Regions from separate parts of the Sus scrofa genome. Here region 1 is linked to region 2. The links are chromatin contacts, called in public HiChIP or PLAC-seq maps. All regions are on one chromosome and are shown on one strand. The core of a region is the stretch at or near the end of the contact, and the rest is flanking DNA. Distances in the headings are between cores, read along the strand shown. Region 1 overlaps FGD4 (FYVE, RhoGEF and PH domain-containing protein 4). Region 2 holds the start of DNM1L (dynamin-1-like protein).

What was found. HiChIP or PLAC-seq counts read pairs in DNA pulled down with a chosen protein or histone mark.
Region 1: a contact with region 2 is called in an H3K27ac HiChIP or PLAC-seq map of alveolar macrophages. The contact joins the enhancer-like site here to the promoter of DNM1L in region 2. A contact is called at or near these places in 5 of 5 promoter capture datasets (fetal liver, fetal skeletal muscle, liver and 1 more), 28 of 47 Hi-C or Micro-C datasets (adipocytes, adipose tissue, alveolar macrophages and 16 more) and 2 of 2 datasets of contacts at active chromatin or transcription factors (alveolar macrophages and skeletal muscle).

What each region holds. Positions count from the first base shown.
Region 1 is chr5:41,842,431-41,845,130 of Sscrofa11.1, forward strand. The region is part of intron 1 of FGD4 (FYVE, RhoGEF and PH domain-containing protein 4); the gene reads right to left. Among named protein-coding and RNA genes, the nearest start is that of FGD4, 35 kb to the right of the region's middle. Within about 2 kb of position 1,296, at least 7 of the 83 cell types and tissues checked have an H3K27ac peak or open chromatin away from gene starts, as enhancers often do. A contact at or near this core is called in adipose tissue and alveolar macrophages, where this site is marked.
Region 2 is chr5:41,634,617-41,637,316 of Sscrofa11.1, forward strand. It overlaps DNM1L (dynamin-1-like protein), which reads right to left and starts at 1,442. Exons shown (of 19, transcript XM_021092060.1): 1 at 1,191-1,442. The coding sequence starts at 1,292.

The DNA.
Region 1 (2,700 bases), core at 46-2,545, 210 kb after region 2:
GTACATGCCTGATCATCACAGAATTCAGGTTACACCAGTTCATGTTCTCCCATTTCCATTTTGTCCCAAATACCACCCTGTCAGTGTAGAAACAACGAACATTTATTCATTTGTTTTTTTTTTTTAAGCAGAAGCAGCCCAGCTCATTAGCTGGCTGAAGACCTTTGTGTCCTCACAAAGGCAGAAGTCTCAGACCATTTAAACAAGAAAACATTCAAACAAGAAAATGTCAAGATTATTTGTTCACAGAGACTTTTATTTTAAAGGGCCCCATTCTTTGTGGGAAAAGAAGTAGTATGTTCTTTAGAATATATGGCACTCTAATTTTTCTGAATATTTATCAATTCTCTCAGTATAATTTTTGACTACTCTGGATTAAGCACATTCAAAGAAAAAAGAGCATGACTAAACTTTATAAGGCTCTGGTTGAAACAGATCCAAAATTACATTAATGACAGTAACAGTATCAGTTTCACAAATAAGGTTGTAAATAAATCCTCCCACCAGTTCCTTTGCCTTCTGAACCTACCTTTGAGTTTTGAGGAGGACAAATTTTCCTAAAAGTGTAAACTCCAACCGAACCAAGGGGCATTATCCTTTTACTGTAATACTCTCAGCCAAGTCATTAAATAGCAATTATTCAGGTGCCATGAAAACAGGAAAAGGAAGGAAAACAGATAGACTAAAGGATTACAGCTCATACATTGTCCTCATACAACACATTCACAATCCCTGTTCTCCCAAAGCCAGCAAGTCACATGTCACTGATTTGATCACATGTAAAAGTATCCAATTACAATGAACAATTGGTATAACGTACCTCCCAAATTTCAACCAATGTTAGCTTTTAATAATCACTGTAGGAGAGCTATAACATTTGCTAATTTAAATATAATTATTCAAATTATATTTAAACCAACACTTACATAGAACTTTAACAAAAACACCAGCTAGAAATAAGAGAGCCTTGAACTGACTGTTAATGACAGTAACGCTCACAGAACACTTACACAAGAGAACTATGATCTGCAAATGGAAAAGTACCCATCCATTAAAATTATTTCCCTTATTTTCTCAATCATTAGGCTATGATTGTAATTCCTTCTCCTTTTTTAAGTATTCACAAAGAGAAATCACATAATCACAAAAATCACCTTAAGACTCCATCAGCTGTTATTTCGTTCATTCCCATCATGTAACTTTATGACTCATTGGGCAAATATTTTCATACAGGAAAGTTCTTCAAATGACAAAACACCAAGTTTCCTTATTCAGTATCCAGAAATTTTACACTAGATCAGGCTGCCTCCTAGAGGCCAACATATATAAAAACACCTCTACATTCATCATAGTATCTTAACAAACATCACATATCTTTGAATTTGAATCTTGATAATAACCAAATGGAACATGCCCCACTTAATTTTATTATTTTAAGTGACCCTTTCTAGTTTCTAGGTAGTTATCTACTTGCACTTAAAAAAACTGAAATAGCTAGGGGAAAAATCTACCACAAAAGAAATCTACTGCAAATCCTAAAGAGAGCAAATGACAAAGATATTCTACTGTCAATCACAAAAATCAAATATTAATAAGTACAAACATTTAAAAATGTATGTAGTAAGTTAAACACAACTCTTGATAGCTTAAATGTCTAAAAGGACTACACTGCTATACTCTTAAAAGTAAATTTTAGGCAGAGAGCCATATACATAGAAGAAAAAGCTCTGGAGTTCCCGTCGTGGCACAGTGGTTAACGAATCTGACTAGGAACCATGAAGTTGCAGGTTCGATCCCTGGCCTTGCTCAGTGGGTTAAGGATCTGGCGTGGCCGTGAGCTGTGGTGTGGGTTGCAGACACGATTAGGATCCTGTATTGCTGTGGCTCTGGCGTAGGCTGGCGGCTGCAGCTCTGATTAGACCCTTAGCCCGGGAACCTCCATATGCCGCGGGAAGTGGCCCTAGAAAAGGCAAAAGGACAAAAAAAAAAAAAAAAAAAAAAACCTTTAAGTATAAAGTTTAATTTTCTCTAGCTGTATAATGTCCTAAACAAAATGCATAAAGGTGTTTCTCAACACAACAAACATAATGAGAATGAACACGTGCAAGCAACTACTACAGTGAAATTCTTGTTCAAAATATTATTGTTAAAAAAGTCTGCAGAACTGAGACGAATAAAACTTAATTCAAGGAAGTCAAATACAATGCAGTCTTCCTCACTTCTTTTTGGAAGCATGCTGCTTCATTGTGCTTGTGTAATAAAAGACTTTGCAAGTGGGAAGTTTCAATGCATTCACACAGGGCAATTCTGCAGCAGAGTTACCCTGGGGATAAATATGCTCTCAGCACAAAGAGCCATTTTAAGTAGGTCAAAGCATCCCCAAAGAGTATTTAGATCACCAGAACCTTCATAAAGGACTTTAATACTCTCTGTTACTTCACCCAGAAAGGAAGAAAAAATACAAAGAATCACAAGATACATTGTTAGAAACAAGAAAATTGAGGAATTAAAAATAAAGTTACCACTAGAAGAATTTTCTGAGATTCTAAATTGAAGTCTAGTCAATTTAAGATATTTACCAGCAAAATATTGGTCAAAAACATGCTTATGATCTTGTCAATTAAATAAAAGCTTTTTAAAAAACTACTAGGTTAGAGATATAGACAAATAGGAATCAAAACTTGTTTAAAACAATCATTT
Region 2 (2,700 bases), core at 192-2,691:
GATTCATTCTCTGGTCACTATAAACATTAACATCTTTATAATTTATAATAATTTATAAAGACTACAATGTGTAGGCAGGATTCAGCAGAATGTCAACGAAGTAAATTTGTTCCTGAAATAATTTCTACTATTTAACTACCTAAAAACCCCCCACACACAGCCACCTTACAAAGGATGGCTATGGTTTCCAAGGTTTCCAGTGTCTGGACATACCCCATTATATTTTGAACATTAAATTTCCTCTCAAAATATGTATACTGTATATTTTTAAATTGTAGCAAGATGTAGCGATGCACCTCCTAGAAAGAGAGGAAACTGTCCCCTTCCCAATAGAAAAATCATTAAAAAATGAAAGCACTTAATACAGTAAGCTCTTAAAATGCGTTTCCCCAATAAAAACGGCCTATAGTTGATTTCTCTTCAACCAAGAAAAGCAGGAGGCAGAGAAAATGAAACATACACTTCTCTGGCATTCTAGAAATAGCATTTATTTCCTCAACATTTCTGCATGTAAAAATGTGCTATCTATAAGAAAAACAACATCAAAAGACCAGAGAACCTTGATGCTCAATTTAGATGGAAGACAAAAACCACACAGCCTACGCAGAAAAACGGGATAACCCTTCCTAATACCCACAAACTCCAAGTACAAGTTGGTTTGGGTCTTTCTGTTTGTTTGTTTTTAACTGCTTCTGGAAACCTGAATTACACTGCAAGAAAACACTCAGGTGCCACACAAACGGCCTTCTCGGTCCGGGCCCCGCGGTTCCAAAACTGACTCCACAGCCCCTGAGGGAGGGAAATACCCCAACGCCCTGAAACCAAACCACAAGGGACTGCCAGGTCCCGCGTGCACAATGTGGCCTCGCGTGCCCCGCGCGTCCCCCAGGTGCCCTTGGAAGCAGCGGCCCGCGGGCGAAGCCGCGCCCGGTCCCCGCTGACTCCAGTTCCGCCTGCAGGTCCGTCCCTCCCCCATCCCGCCCCCGAGACCCGCGGGACCCGCCGCGCCGGCTCCGCCCCTCGCCTCCCGGCCAGGCCCTGGACTCCAAGCCCTGGGGCACTGCAGCCCCGGGTGCCCAGGCGCGGCGGCACAGGCCGCGAAGGCCAGCCTGGGAGCCAGCGCTGCCGCAGCCCCGTCCAGGCCCGTACCCCAGGTTCTGGCCTGGGCAGAGGCCGCCTTCGTCCCTCACCTGCGTTCCCACCACTACGATCTGAGGCAACTGGATGATGTCAGCGCCCACAGTGTTGAAGACGTCCTGCAGCTTGTTGATAACAGGAATTAGTGCCTCCATGACTCGGAAAACACGGGACCCCCGCCCGGCCGGCCGCGGCAATGAATGGGGCCGGGGCCCAGAGTCCTCCTTCCTCCTCTCCTCCGCCCTCTCCTCCGGAGCCGGCACCCATTGGACCCCGCCCGCCAGCTACCTGCCCCCTCCCGACAGACAATGCGCCAAGGGGGCGGTGCAGAGAAACAAAGGCTGCCGGGAGTTGTAGTTCTATCACGGAGGACTGCTGGAGCCTACAACTTCCAGAACGCTGCGCGAAGCTGGAGGGACTTGAGCTGGGAGAGAAGGGCCCTTGGGGCCAGGATGCTTGGCTGACTTCTGTCAAAAGATTAGGGAGCTAGGCTCAGAGAGTCGGCAGGAAGAGATATATTTATGCCTGTCCTCGGAGCAAAATGGGTGTGAAAATTCCGGGCACGAATACGTACTAAGTATAGCTGAGTCTCTTGTTTATCCAGCACGTCTTTTCCTAATAAGGATGCTTTTTCGTGTGTGTGTGTGTGTGTGTGTGTGTGTGTGTGTGTGTGTGTGTGTGTGTGTGTGTGTGTGTTGGGGGGAGGGAGGATTTGAAAGGCTTAAAGAATAGCTCTTAGCCTCAGATACCCCAGACCAGGTTGGAACACAAGGATTCTCCAGGATATTTGTTGAAATGTATTCAGAAAGAATCTGAAAGTGTCAGAGTTTTAGAGGGGAAGGGCTGAGCTCTCATTCTCTATATTCTGTATAAATCTTTATTCACTGTGGCCTGATTCTTAGCAAAGTGGAGATCTGATACCTGCCTTACTGGCTGTTTGCTAAGTGTCTTCTGTTCTATTCCTAAATGTTTTTCTTGTAAAACAGGTATCTCTCATTTATTGTAAACCTTTGAAGTTTCCTCTCTCAAAAAAAAAAAAAAAAAGGTGACATCGGAGCAAAGACCCAAGGTAGGTGAGGAGAAAGACTACTTGCCCACTTCATTTTTCTACATAGCATGTATCCCCATCTAACATGCTACATATGCTACATACTGACCTTGTTTACTATCTCTCTCCTCTAGATTATTAGCTCCTAAAGACCAAGGACTTTTGACTGTTTAATTCACTGATACATCCGTAGCCCCTGGAAGGTGACAAACAGGATATTCCCAATCGTAGTACCCTCTTAGTTTACAGTCTAATAGAGGGTGATGCCATTATAGACAAATAGGTTAAGTGCTTTAACTGGGTATTATGAAATACTTTTTCTAGCCCGAAGGGGAAGTGAAAGTTCATGCAAGACTTCCTAAAAGTCACTAGATATAATCTCCTTTAGAGCAAGGACCACCTCCAGTAGTGGAAGTTGTGCTTCAGTGGTTAATAGAACTTTAGGTACCCCTAACCTGCACAGCCATACACGGTAGCCCCGGGGAAGGGCATGCTTGATTTGTTCAGCAGGACAC